Regions from separate parts of the Mus musculus genome. Here regions 1, 2, 4 and 5 are each linked to region 3. The links are chromatin contacts, called in public Micro-C and promoter capture Hi-C maps. All regions are on one chromosome and are shown on one strand. Each heading gives the region's core, a stretch centred on a gene start, on an enhancer-like site or on the middle of the called end of the contact. The rest is flanking DNA. Distances are from core to core; before and after follow the strand shown.

What was found. Promoter capture Hi-C pulls out the DNA fragments that hold promoters and counts their contacts. Hi-C and Micro-C count contacts between places; a contact is called where the count stands out from the background.
Region 1: a contact with region 3 is called in a Micro-C map of embryonic stem cells, with 3 times the contacts expected there. The contact joins the promoter of Mtch2 here to the promoter of Ptprj in region 3. A contact is called at or near these places in 2 of 39 promoter capture datasets (cranial neural crest and pre-B cells), 2 of 484 Hi-C or Micro-C datasets (embryonic stem cells and muscle stem cells) and 1 of 115 datasets of contacts at active chromatin or transcription factors (pancreatic cancer cells).
Region 2: a contact with region 3 is called in a Micro-C map of embryonic stem cells, with 2.1 times the contacts expected there. The contact joins the promoter of C1qtnf4 here to the promoter of Ptprj in region 3. A contact is called at or near these places in 1 of 39 promoter capture datasets (cranial neural crest) and 1 of 484 Hi-C or Micro-C datasets (embryonic stem cells).
Region 4: a contact with region 3 is called in a promoter capture Hi-C map of pre-B cells. The contact joins the promoter of Ptpmt1 here to the promoter of Ptprj in region 3.
Region 5: a contact with region 3 is called in a promoter capture Hi-C map of pre-B cells, with 3 times the contacts expected there. The contact joins the promoter of Slc39a13 here to the promoter of Ptprj in region 3. A contact is called at or near these places in 2 of 39 promoter capture datasets (cranial neural crest and pre-B cells) and 2 of 9 other capture datasets (adipose tissue and pancreatic islet).

Annotation. Positions count from the first base shown.
Region 1 is chr2:90,845,832-90,848,531 of GRCm38.p6, forward strand. Mtch2 (mitochondrial carrier 2) reads left to right here and starts at 1,324. Exons shown (of 13, transcript NM_019758.3): 1 at 1,324-1,554. The coding sequence starts at 1,468.
Region 2 is chr2:90,884,389-90,887,088 of GRCm38.p6, forward strand. C1qtnf4 (C1q and tumor necrosis factor related protein 4) reads left to right here and starts at 1,398. Exons shown (of 2, transcript NM_026161.3): 1 at 1,398-1,615.
Region 3 is chr2:90,579,165-90,581,864 of GRCm38.p6, forward strand. It overlaps Ptprj (protein tyrosine phosphatase, receptor type, J), which reads right to left and starts at 1,431. Exons shown (of 24, transcript NM_008982.6): 1 at 992-1,431. The coding sequence starts at 1,087. It overlaps Gm46752 (vegetative cell wall protein gp1-like), which reads left to right and starts at 1,591. Exons shown (of 3, transcript XR_001783391.2): 1 at 1,591-1,752; 2 at 1,947-2,206.
Region 4 is chr2:90,916,628-90,919,327 of GRCm38.p6, forward strand. Ptpmt1 (protein tyrosine phosphatase, mitochondrial 1) reads right to left here and starts at 1,423. Exons shown (of 5, transcript NM_025576.2): 1 at 1,085-1,423; 2 at 983-1,082; 3 at 802-882. The coding sequence starts at 1,359.
Region 5 is chr2:91,068,938-91,071,637 of GRCm38.p6, forward strand. It overlaps Slc39a13 (solute carrier family 39 (metal ion transporter), member 13), which reads right to left and starts at 1,378. Exons shown (of 10, transcript NM_026721.3): 1 at 1,218-1,378. It overlaps Gm39874 (predicted gene, 39874), which reads left to right and starts at 1,414. Exons shown (of 2, transcript NR_166131.1): 1 at 1,414-1,569; 2 at 2,129-2,686.

The DNA.
Region 1 (2,700 bases), core at 74-2,573, 270 kb after region 3:
CCATATTGCTTTGAGATAATGTTTTGAAGTGGATATTATTATACTTATTTGCTTAAAAGTTTTGAAGAGTTGGGATGACCTATATAAGGTCACACTGTAACTGGCAGAGGTAGACTTTGGATGAGGCCCATTGGACTTCAAAGCCCGTGTGCCTGACCTACAAACTGCCTCCCAATATCAGCTAGTTCTGGGCTGAATAGAAGGCCATATTAGGACTAACTTCTGTATTTCAGCCAATTTCTCAAAAACTCCATATATACAGTTTCACTTAATGTTCATAAAAATACACTGAGTTAGTTGCATTGTCCTTATATTTAGATACAAACACTAAAAAATTTAAAAAGGAAAGTGACACATGGATCCAAAAGGAAAGCCAGATTCCAAACTCGGTTCCTTGTTCATTCTCAGCAGTACACACTAAGTGCTTGCACTAAGTGGTGTCTGCTACAGAACAAAGGGGCCAGAGCTGGAGCAATGCCTTTTCTTCATTTTGCCTCTAACAGCCTGGGTAGCCCGATTGGCACTGAGCTTTAATAAATCTTGAGCACTGGTACATGCCAGGCACTGGGGGAAAATAGTGTACAAAGGCCATCTCGGTTCCTGAACCCAGAGTTGACACTCTCAACTGTCAAAGACAATTTCCCAGTGACAGGTGTCACAAGGCAACGGGTAGGAAATACGGATAAAATGGATTTCGAGTAGTCAGAGAAGACATGAAAAAAAAATTTTTTTTTTTGGTCAGTATGTCACCATGTAACCCTGGTTTACCGGGTATCCAGTTTGTAAACCAGATTAGCCTTGAACTCACATATCCACATTCCTCTGCCTCCCAAGTGCTGGATTAAGGGTCTGTGCCGCCACATCTGACCCCGAGGGGGCACATTTTGTTGTAGTTGCTTTTTCTTTCCAGTACTGAGGACTGAAAGCAAGGATGTCGGGAAGTGCTCTACCACTGAGCTAATGGTAAACGCAAAATCAGGGACCTGCAGAATTCACTGTTAAGCCAGACAGGATCTGTTGTTCATTAGACATGACAACTCTAACGGAAAACAACCATCAAACTTTACGTCGTCAAAGCCTGAAAGAGGATAGGAGTATAACTCAGTTCTTCCAGTTGTTAGTCCGCTGACCTTGCCTTTGCCGTCAGGGTCACCCCACCACCACCCCATCATTACCATTCCCTCCCTACTCCTTCCGGACACTTCCGGCTTGCGCAGGCGCAAGAGAAATCGCCTTTCCTAGAGGCGCGAGGAGCCCACGCCCAGACGCATGCGCGTCCCTCCCACAAGCCCCGCCCCAGGCGGCCCCTCGCGAGCGCCTGCCGTTTCTTTGGGCGGGCCGGTGGGCGGAGCCTAAGCGGGCGGCGCGCCGCGGGCGGGCCAGTGAAGCCGGCGCCCCCGACACGTGATCTGGAACCGGCTGTGTCGCTTGGTGACTCCGTCTGTCCGTCCGTCCGCGGGTGCCATCATGGCGGACGCGGCCAGTCAGGTGCTCCTGGGCTCCGGTCTCACCATCCTGTCCCAGCCGCTCATGTACGTGAAAGTGCTCATCCAGGTATGAGTCGTCGCCCTTTCCTTCCCCGCCCGCGTCCTGTCAGGTCGCCACCGCCCTCTGCGCCTTTGGGTTGGCTCTGCGTCCCAGGCCTTCACCCTCTCGAGATGCTGCCCTTCTCTCCCCTCAGGAACAACTTCCACGGCCTCGCGCCCCTCTCGGAGACATCCCGAGGCTCGCCCCGGGCAGGCCGGCTCCCTTTCTGCAGCCAACTGCCACCCTTGCCTTCCCTGGCCGGTGACTCTTCTCAACTTTGTTTTTCCTTTCCCTGATCCTGGCCGGTTGCCACCGAGGGCTTCCCAACCCTTTTCTTGTCGCCCCTCTGATACTGGCGTTCACCTCACCTCGTTCACTCCTCCTCAGCGAAATATCTCAAACTCGAGACGTGAAATAACTCATCTATGGGCAAATTTAAAATTCTAGGAAAGCCAACATCTTATTGTTCTTACTCGGTTTTTCTATTTGCTGTTTCTACTTCTATTCCCGTTCAGAGATTTTAACACCAGATACCCGGATATACACAAGGAGCGCATTGAGAAGTGATAATGAAATCAGATTTCCTGAGGATCCATTGAGCGCTTTCACAGTAACCCATGTGGTTCATGACAATGAAAATCACGTTGGTTAGAGCTGGAAATCAGTTCTGTTTAAACACTTTAGCGAGTTTAAATGTAACATCAAACCCCGGATGTCTCTCTTGCCTCCCTTGCCAATCTGCTATAAAATATTTCTAAAGTGGTCATTTATATTCATGGGTAAGGAGGCCTACTTTTAGCTGGTGATAGTATTTTCAATTGCTCTTCTAACTTTCCCTGTGCTGATCAGGGCCATTTTTAAGCATTTATTGAGGATTGCCATACCTCATGCATTGTGTGTCCTGGAAGGAAGCAGGCTTTAGAATCCCTGTCCTCAATGTTTACCATTCTGAAAAGAGAAAAAAAAAAAAGCAAGACTCTAGAATGGACTTCATTTTTAAATTGTTCTTCATACAAATTGTTGCTAAGTTGACTAATATAAGTGTAGATGTTGAAGCGCAGAGTGAAATCTGTGTCTAGAACAGAATTGACAGTATTTCGCAGTACACGTATGAACTCACTACTCAATAGTTCTCAAAGAACAGTGATTTTAGTGACATTCAGTGTTTTTGCC
Region 2 (2,700 bases), core at 148-2,647, 310 kb after region 3:
GGTGAGAGGGCACAGCACTGCCAGCACTTGCAGTTTGAACCAGGTAGGAGTAAGCAAAGACTACAACTTAGCCTGGGCCCTTTTCTCTGAGCCCTGATGATTCCTAACTTCCTATCTGGTATATCTGTGGCTCTTCCACTCCTAACTACCCCCACACCCACCAGCACCCCATCATGCCTTCCCTGGCCTCTCCCTTCCCAAGGCCCTGCTGGCTGCCATGTTATCTACCCATTACCAGCCCACCCTGATTCCTTTGTTGAGAGTTCTTCCATATTAAGTGTCAAATGTCTTCCAGCCCCAGTTGGGATTCAAATGTCCTGCCTCTCTCCCTCCCACACCTTCCTGCCCTGAATAAGAGGTCCAGTGCCTAAGGAGGACCACAGGTGTCACAGGATGGCTCCTGGCCTTTCCCTGTGGGACTCATCCCACCCTCAGTGCCCTGCCCATTGGAGTGCCCCCCTCCCCAGCTTTCAAGGAGAAGGAGACATTTGTGATCTGGCAAGGGCTAGGCAGGCACTTTGCCTTGTGCCTCCTTGTACCCAACAGCGTGGAGGAACTGCCCAAGCTCATCACTTCTCCATGGGTAATTTATACTCCAGTAACTGGGGCCAGGTATGTGGAGAATTCCAGAAGGAAAGCTCCTGAGGGCCAGGGCTTCTGCGAGCCTGTGAGGGTGAGGGGGGGCGTGGGGCGTGGAGGAGATGCTGATCTCAGCCCCTGAGGTGTTGTTGGACTCCTACGAGTGTGGGCATAGCTCCCCAGAAAGTCCATGCCCCACACGGGGACCTCCTATTGCCCTTCTCAACCTTTTCCGGAAAAGAAAAATTCAGTACGTCCCAAGGATCCTGCACCTTCTTTGTTCTTCTCAGAGGGTCTCAAGCTGATGTGCTGATGTCTGCAGCTTTGTCCTTCCTCCAGCCTTGCTAGCACACGCACGAGGTGCAGGGGGAGGGGCATTTGCAGACTCAGAAGTGAGGAAGGAAAAGTGGGGCATTTTCACCTCTTACTTTACTAAGGACATTGACCCATTTATCATTCTCTTCCCTCAGACCTTCCCCCCAAGGCCACTCAGCGTGGACATCTGTCCCATACAAAATCTCACCTCCTACTGTCCTTGCTTGCAGCACAGTCCATGCCTTGCCCGAGTCCTCTCTCCCCACACAAACCAGAAAGCTGGTCTGTAGGATGCCTTGGGCCACCCTAGGGTGGCCTCTCTAGCGGCCTCGGTTTCCCCACCTGCTAACTTGGATCAATGACGCCTGAGCGCGGCACCCGGTGGGTAACGCTCAGGATCCAGGAATGAGGAAGGGTCCCATGCTCAGCGCAGGCTCGGTGCGGTGCCCCAGGCCCAACTGCTCGGCGCCCCTCCCTCGTCCTCCGCTCTCCCCTCCGCCTCCCCTGCTCCCCGCCCTTGCGTTTCTCCGCTTCAGCTTCTGCTGTCCTTCCCACTTGCTCACGCCTCCCTTGCCGGGGTCCCCACTCGTCGCCGGCTAAACCCCCGCCACCCCTGGAGGCCCGGTCAAGCCGCAGCGCGGGCGACCAGTGTGTAGCCCGGCGTCCTCACCGAGCAGGATAGCCGGCTGGGACCGAAGCCGACCCGCCCGCCACCAGCCAGGTGAGGGCAGCCCGGAGGAGGCGGGGGCGCAGGCTTCTCTTCTATGCGAGCGGGGGCGGCGGGAGGCACGAGGGACCCGGTCCCTTTTCCTGGAAAGGAGGACCTGGGCGCTTTTTCATGAAAGAGGCTCAGGGGCTTTTACTTCAGAGGGAGGGGTGGAGGGCAGGGATAATGGAAAAGGGGCTTGCGGGGACCCCTTAATGGGGCATTTTTCCCCACGAGAAGGGACTTATTGACTGCTTCTGTAAAAGTGGGGCTCACATTCTTGGAAGGATGCGGACTTTCAAGGAAGATACAGGGGGGTTCTGGCACGGTTTGAAAGCAGTGTTAACTGGGATATGGGAACAAGGCGCTAGGGGCTTGGAGATGCCCTTAGTCTGACATCGCTGCACCTTCTCCATTGGTTCTATGGCTCTGGGTCTATCCAGCTCTGTCCCAGTTTTCCTCTTTGAAGATGACTATTTTTGAGCTTCACCTGGACAGAGCTTTGTGCAGCCATTTCCTTTCCTGGAGCTCTGAGACCCACCTGACGCCTTACCATCCTCCTCTGACCTGCTGGGGAATGGGATTGTTAGAGGAAAGGATCCAGGGTTCAGGGGCATGTGCAGTGGAGTACGGAAGGTAGGAAGGGTATTGGACACACAAGAACCTTTGGCACTGGTGGGTTCATCTGACTTAGAGGGGAGGTGGCAAAGGATAAGGTGGGCAGGAGCTTCGAGCGAAGACCTGCCAGGAAAGCTGCCGGGCAGAGGGAGAGCTCCCACCTCTCAGCAAACAAATGACAGAGGCTGTGCTTGCCTTTGTTTGCTTCCTCCTTCGCTCCCTTGTCTCTTCTGGTTTTGCAAAAGGGGTCACTGAGGCGGGAAACACATTGACCTTTGTGTAAGAGGGAGAGCTGGTAGAGAAGCGCACTGATTTGAAATGGAAAAAAAGAACAAACCCTCTGTTTAAGGCTAAGAGTTCAGTGGATGACCTTGAGCCAAAACGTGTACCCCTCGTTTAGGCACCAGATTTCTCATCCATAAAATGGAAGAGGGCTTATCTATATGTCCAAAAGAGCTTTGTATGAAGAAACAGAGTGGACC
Region 3 (2,700 bases), core at 181-2,680:
GCAGAGTTCAAGACCACAGCCAGTTCCCAGAAGGCTGTGAGGCAGAACTCGCTTGCTCAGCTCCCGCAGCACCAGCTGGGTGATTCCACTCTTTCACTTCTCTCCCTCAGTTCCCTATCTGCAAAATGGGAATGTCCCCCCAGCTGCCTTGCATCACATCCCCTGCCATGAAAATACCACTGAGAGAAAAGATCCAAAATTCGAGTCCCACCATTATCGGAAAAAAAAAAGTGAAGCAAGGAAAAAAAAAAAAGAAAGAAAAGAAAAGTCTGGAGGGGAGGGGTATAGCTAGCGCCCACAAAGCACGAATGCACACCCAGAAAAGCCAGCACTATCTCAGGAGCGATGATGAGAACAGAGCCAGCAGCCTCAAGGGACGCCTTTGAGCGGCCACCTTGGCAAGGCTGGGAACTTTCCCCCACAAAAAGCGCCCTCGGTTCTGAGTCCGGCGCTTCGCCCACCGCCCAGCGCCAGGGCCTGTCCCCAAGCACCCGGCCACCGCCACTGCCCTTCTGTCCAAGCCCTCGTGCCCCTCCAGGCCGGGTCGTAGGTCGGCCTCGGCTCAGCCAGGCCGTCCCTGCTCCGCATCCACAGCCCTCCGCAAACACGCCCCCTCCGGCCGCTTCGGGCGCGCAAGCAGGGCCCGCGCTGGCCAGACGTGACCAGCTCCGGGAAAGGCCGGGCCACCGCCGCCTGCAGCCCATGCGGGAGCTTCTATGGAAGAGTCAACGGGCACGGCGGGGGACACCCTGGGGACCCCGGAATCCTGCCCTTCCCCTGGCACCCGGGAGCCAGGGAAGGGGCTGAGTGGCGGGAGCAGGAGGCTGGCCAAGATCCCTGCCAGCCTCCTCCAGGAGGAAGGCTCCCAGGACCACGATCTCTCAGACCCTCGCCGGGTGTTCCTGGAACGGGTGACACCCGGGCAGGTGCAGGCGATGCCAATTCGGCCCGCGTCTTCCTACCACACGCCCAGGCCCACTCGAGAGCTTACCTGGCCCTGGCGTAGCAACAGCAGCAGCGGCAGCAGCGCCCAGCGGAGCCCGGGCGAGCGCGGGGGTGTCCGCGTCTCCCGCGCCGCGGGCTTCATGCCCTGCGCGCCCTGGAACGTGCCCGGGACGCGCCCCGCCGTGTGCCCGAAGCCGGGCGCCCTCGTCTCCGTCTCCAGCCGACGCCTCCGCCTCCTTCTCCGCCAGCCGGTCCGCCTAGTCCCCGCTCCGCCCGCCCCGGGCTTCCCCGGGGACATGGCAGCGGCGGCGGCGGCGGCCACACGGCGGAGCCTAGCGCGCCTGGCGCGGAGCGGCCGCGGCCTTAGACTCGCAGGGGCTTCGCGGGGCGGAGCGAGCGGCGCCCACCCTCCGCGCGTGGCTCCCAGCTCCCGGCTCCCGCGGCCCCGGCTGCTCCCTCTGCCTCCTCCGCGCGTCATGCGGCTCCGGCTGCAGGGAGCCGCGCCGAGCGCTCGGCCCCCTCTCTTCCCCTCCCCCTCTGAATATTCATCGCTTCCTCCCGCTCGGGCGGGCCGGCCGCTGCCGTGCTCCGCGGCCCCTCGCCGCCCTCTCGCCGCGGCCCCCGCCCCCAGCGAGCTGGCGGCGGGCGGGGAGTGGGCGGTGGCGAGCCCGGTGCACGCTCTGGCGTCTCCCCTCCCGCGGCCGGAGGAAGCGCCCCCTCCCTGTCCGCCTAGCCCTCCCACATTCCTGGGACTCGGGACCCGGGACGCTGCTCCACTGTTCCAGAGCCACGAGCTAGTATGGATGGGTCAGTAGGGACTCTTCAGCCTGGGACTCCCTCCCTGGCTCTGGCTTGAGCGTGCCTCTTGCCCAGGTCACAGTCGTGCTTGCTTCTAGACCGCAATCTGGTGAAGCCTGGCCCGTGGGTGGGCTTTGGGGGAGGGTGTGGGTGAACCCCCCGAAACTATTGGAAGCACACCATGTATTCTGTTCTCTCCCCAGACGCTGGGCCAGGAAGTCAGAGAGCCTGCACAGAAGCTGGTCCAGTGATTAGAGCCCCAGCTGTGGCATATGGCAAGCCCAGCTGTGCTATATACTAACTGTGTAATCCTGGTTGTGTGACTTGGAGAGAGATGCCTCACCTCTCTTGACCACTCTATGCTCCTGTGTAACAGGAAGATACTACGGGTACCTGTCTACCGAGACTTGCCTGGCGATTAAATGAGATCATGGGTAAAGTCCCAAAGAGGGTGGGACATAAGGTGAGCCCATCTGGCAGCTGTCATCACAAGTCCTGATCTGAAAGGAGTTACAAATTACCACGAATACTGCTACTGTGCCCAGGCTCACGAGAGGAAACCAAAGAGCTCTATCTACTGCACCTAGAAGTAATGACAGACAGTACCAAACCAAGGCATGCTAGGGAGGGAAAGACTGATTCTGACCAAAGGAAGAGGTGACACTTGAGCTGGGCTTTGATGGATGGTTGGGTTTCACCGGGCAGAGAGAGGGGAGCAGTGTGGCAGGAAGTGGGAGCAACTTGGCAAAAAAAAAAAAAAAAAAAAAAAAAAAAATCAGAAGGCAGATTCTTCAACCTTGACCTTCTGAGAAACAGAGAAACAGGAGCGTTCTATTTGGGAAGACCTGAGCAGCCAAGATAGTGAAGTGAATCTAGTCTGGACCCTATGAGAACTGGAATGTAGACCACCAGGTGTCCAGCCTGCTTCTAGGCATCCCTTGGGCCTCAGAGTCCCAG
Region 4 (2,700 bases), core at 173-2,672, 340 kb after region 3:
TCTTACAGTTGGCCTTCGTCTCCAAAGCTACAATAACTAATTCAAACCTGATGCTAAAATATGTGTTGAAATGAATGAAATCAGCAAGGCACATTGTATTAGTCAGGGTTCTCTCGCTCCACTCCCTGAGCCAAGCATATTCAAACCACCACACACAAGTCACAATTTTAGTTACTGAGGTTAGTGACCAAAATCACAAATACAAAATGGGTGTATTAGCACATGCCTGTAATCTCAGTACTTGGAAAGTGGAGGCAGGAGAATCGGATCAGGACTTAAGACCCCTGTCTCAAAATAAACAAACAAAGGAAAAGTAGCATATACATGTACAATTCTGTGCATGAAGAACTGTACCCCCCGTCCCCATTTTGAAGCAGGACTTCCTTGTCCTGTGTCCTGACTGACCCAGAGCTCACTACATACAATACACCAAGCTGGCCTGGAACAACTTCTTGCCTTAAGGGGGCTGAAATTCCAGGAGTGAGCCACCCACAGCGGGTTAGCTCGCTCTTTTTAGACAATGGCCAGGACACATTGAACTCCTGGGCTCAAAAGATCCTGCCTCTGCCACCTGAGTCTCCAGACTCGCAAGACTTCTTTCTGGCTTATCAGCTTCAGCGTCTTTCCACCTGCAGCCATTTGAGCTTGACCCACATACACAGAACTTGAGAAGGCAACTAGGTCTCCAACACTGGTCTCGGAGACAAGGTCACCCACGGCGTCCTTCCTCTTCCCCTAGCTTCTCCAGCTTTCCCAGGCCCGAGTGCTGGGCCAGCCAGGCCAGAGGGCCCGGGTCCTCACCTTCGAGGTGTTGCACAGGAATCGGGTCTCGTACTCCTCGTTCATAGTGATCACCCCGCGCACGTTCTCGTCCAGTACCAGCTGCCGAGGCAAAGAGGAGGCTCAGCGAGGGCCGCGGGGCGCCCGCAGAGGCCCTGGGCCCGCTCCCGGCCCGGCCCGGCCCGGCCCGGCGGTCTCTCACCCGGCGCGTCATGTTCTTCAGCGGCAGCGCGCCCAGCAGAACCGTGTGGTCGATGCGGTGGTACCAGTCGCGGTGCGCCGGGCCGCGCACCCTCCCCCGGACACTGTGTAGAGCAGCGTCGGGTAGAAGAGCACCCGGGCCAGGCCGGCCTCCAGCCACGCGGAGGCCGCCATCCCGCCCCACCCCGCCAGGCGCAGTGGCGAGGCGCCCCACCCCGCCAGGCGCAGCGGCCAGCCACCGGCCCCGGGGCTCGCGACCAGCCACCGCGAGAAGGACGCGGAGGACGAGAGCTGAGGGCCACCTGATGCCTCCCGACTCTTCGAAGCTGAGTCCCCGGAGTCCCGGCCCTGCCCGAGGGATCCCGGAACAGGAGCCATGGCTCCAAAGGAGAGGCGCCGCGAGGCGCGGCGAGGGGTCGGGTGGAGGGAGTGGAATGGCAAGATCGGGTGAAACTGTGACCCTGCCTAAGGAGCAGGGCCGGCTCTCCAACCCCTGACCTTAGGGAGGGGCCGTGACCCCGGAGTGCACCCATCACTAAGGAGGAGGCTCAGCAGAGAGGCTCCTCTAAACAGGGAAGGCCCTGGAGAAGCCGAGTCTGCCTGTAAAAAAAGCGGTGGTTGTCAGCTGCTCTTGGGGGAGCAGGGAACCTGAACTTGAACCTAGGTGGTGGTCTACTGCCCTGTGTCTGTCTGTCTGTGTCTGTCTCTCTGTCTCTCTGTCTTTCCCCGCCCCCCCCCCTCTCCTTTTTTAAAACCAGGTCACACTATGAAGCCCTAAATGTCTTCTACTGGCTATGTAGCTAGCTCCAGGACACACAAAGGAACCCTGTCTCAAAAAAAAAAAAAAAAAAAAAAAAGTGTGTGTGTTGGGTGCTTTGCCTGCCTGTATGACATCACCTGGGTGCAAAGTCCAAGGAGTCCAAAGAGGATGTTGGAACCCATGGGACTGGAGCGTGACTCGGAGAGAAAGCTGGAGAATGCTGGAAATCAAACCAGGGTTCCCTGGAAGAGTAGCCAGTGCTCTTAACTGCTTAAATATTTCTCCAGCCACAAGAAAATACTCTTAACCTGTATCTGCTGCTTTTCCCCTCCTTTTTGGTTTTGATTTGGGGTGATTTGTTTGTTCGTTTTTCAAGATAGGGTTTCTTTGTGTAGCCCTGGCTGTCTTGGAACTCTCTTGTAGACCAGGCAGCCCTTGAACTCAGAGATTCACCTGTCCCTGCCTCCTGAGTTCTGGGATTAAAGACATGTGCTACCACTGTCTGTCATCTTTTTCCTCCTTTTAAAAAAGAGATATATTTTATTCTTATCAAAGAAATACTCGTAATAATACCCAAGAAGGAAAGAGTAGGTTGAGAGGAGTTTGGAGGGTGGGGATGAATTTTATCAAAGTGCATTAATACATGTATGAGATCCTCAAAGAATTAACAAGTATTAAATTTAAAATGGAACGTGTAGAGCTGGAGAGATGGCTCAGAGGGTAAGAGCACCAACTGTTCTTCCATAGGTCCTGAGTTCAATTCCTAACAACCACATGGTAGCTCACATCCATCTGTAATGGGATCTGATGCCCTCTTCTAGTGTGTCTGACAGCTACAGTGTACTCACATACATAAAATAAATAAATCTTAAAAAAAAAAAAAGGTAAGGAAAAATAGCCCATTTACTTTAAATCGATAAGTGAAGCAGACATGCCATTTTCAGTGTGGGGATTGGAAA
Region 5 (2,700 bases), core at 128-2,627, 490 kb after region 3:
TCCTTCTGAGCTGGCTCCAGCCTATGTGTCAATGTGTCCGCCTGAGGCTAAACTTTCCTTAATGACTGGGTGAGGCACTGGCTGGGCTCCTTCAGCCACCGGAGGAGGGACCATCCCTGTTGGGTGCCTCTAGCTGCCAGGAGAGGCTTGGCTGCCAGAATGTGCCGGTAAAGACACCCCAGGGTCTAAAGCCAGCACTGTTTAGCTTGATGGCGTGGTACAAAGAAACACAGGTGGGGAAACTGAGTCATAGTCCAAACCTCTTCCTCCTAAATGATCTTATTCTTGGGCACCAAGAGACAAGAGGTGGGGCTGAAGAGAAGAGATGCCTCACAGTTGCCAGAGCCAGAGGCTGTGGTAACTAACTTATGGCTAATTAATTTGGTGCTCTAGATTGTTAACTGACTGTAGTCCCTTATGAGCCTGAGCCTCAGTGTCCTCATCAGGGAATGGATGAGGTAACAGAGCTCCCTAACAGCGATGAATATGAGGTGAACTTGACAATGCAGGTAGCTGCTGGCATCGAGGAGGGAATGCAAGTCCTCTGAATGCCAGGGGAGGTCTGAAGCACTCGCAGAAGGAATGTGCTCTGCAGACTGATGGCAGCCGGATGGGGATGTGAGTCAACCAAGCCAGAAGTTCAATCTGGAAAGTTTAAATGTGATCTGCCCCGTCTTCTACTGGCTGTGACCTTGAAACTGCCTCAGTTTCCTCATCTGCCAATGGATGTTAAGAGAGAAATCATCGGTCTCTGATTGGTGGGCTACAAGCCTATGTCTGGAATCTTCAGGCCATAATTAGTGACCCCTGCCCCAGCCCTCCCCGACCCCTCGCGGCCGCCACTGCCAACACCAGCACAAACAAACGAGCAAAGCTTCACTGGGACCAAGGCAGGCCCTCGCCAGGCCAAGACCTTAGCGGGTCATGCAGAGGCAAGGGGGGACCACAGGTTCAGCAGAGAAGTATGGGGTATGGAGAGAAAGGAGAAAGCAAGAGAAAGGAAAGTCAATAAAATGAGCTAGAATGTCTGGTGGAAGGAGAAGACAAGAAGCGGGGCAGCAGGGAGGGCTGAGGGGCAGAGCGTGGGACGTCAGAGGTAAAGAGCCAAAGAGCAGGCAAGTTCAACTCCTAAACTGAGGACGAGTCGCGACAGGTTTGGGAACTGACACGGTCCATCCCGCCCCGGACGCCGGCCTGAGGGTCCAGCGATCACTCACCGCGCAGTGGCAGAGGTGGCAGCGGCAGCAGATGCAGCGCTCCGGGCGGGCCCGGCCATCCAGCTGCAGTGTCGCGCCCCGCCCCGCTCTGCCTCGCCCGGCCCCACCACTAGGCCCCCAGCCCGGAGCCACCCCCGGCGTGCAGCCACGTCACACGGGACAGTCCGGAACCCGACGCGCGCGGCTCCGGGGGGCTAGACGGAGCGACGGCGGGGGAGGCGCTTCCGCCTCATACCATGGGGGACCCGCGCGGTCAGCGCACTTCCGCTCGGGGCGGATTCTGGGGCTGCGGGGAGAGTAGGACGGAAGTGGGTACCCTCGTGGGCATCGCGTTTAGCCAAGTTAAGCTAGGGTGAGGGCGGCACCCACGCGGGAACCGGGATCAACAGGGCGGCGGGGCTTCAGTGTGGCGTCCTTCTGAGGATGCAGTTCCAGCAGTGGCCACACGGGGGCGCGCACGGCTGCCAAACCGCTCCGTCCCGGGACGAGAGCAGGGCTATGGCTCTCTGAGTCAGCAGGCCTGGCTCCTCCATGAGCTAGGGAAAGGGGAAGTGCCTGCCGCAAGGAGGGGCCTGGCTCTGGGTACCTCAGAAGAGGGAATTTTATTCTTACTCATCGAATTATTTTTATGCTTTGGTTTTTCACTTGGAACCTCAGGCCACCGTCTCCAGGACTGTAACCCTTTGAAGTCCAGTACACGTTTCTAGAGCCTGTGCCCTGGAATTTCAAGCCAGGATACAACAAAGGACTTGGTGTTCTCTTACCCTGACAAAGCTGTACCTGAACTCTTAGACCGAAGGAGCAGTTAGTGGCAATAACAATGGCTACAGTTCTCTGATCTAGGGTAGCCCTTTACTGACCATTTACTCAGTAATCAGTGTTAACTTTACCAAATCGTTTTTATCTTTCAGGTGGGTACTGACTGTTGACCTAGGGTCAGACATATGTCACACATATGGCAGAGGCGGAATTCAACTTGGATGTACCTCTCCCTAGGGCGTGCGATGGCCACCTCATGTCTAAGCTGGAGCTAAGGTGTGGATGTGGCCTAACACCCCCCACTCCTTTGCGATCCGATACATGTTTGCATCCTTCTCTGGGAATCAGCCAGTAACTGACATGGAAGACATTCAGCAGAGGCCGAATGAGTGCTCCCCTGGGCTGGCTGTGACAGAGTGAGGGGCTCATTAGTCCTCACCTACCATTGCGGCTCTCTATGGTCCCTTGTTCCTTCTGGGCGCTCCGAGAGCAGACCGAACTCACACATCACAGTTGATGCCCTACCTCACAGTGTGTGTTTGTGTGTGTGGTTGTTGTTGTTGTTGTCGTTTTACTTTGAGATTGGTTCTATGTAGCCCTAACCCCCTGCCTGTTCTGGAACTTTCTATGTAGATGTGGCTGACTTTGAACCTACAGAGATCTGCCTACTTCTACCTCCTCAGTGCTAGAATTAAATACGTGTGCCACCACTCTTGGTTTATTT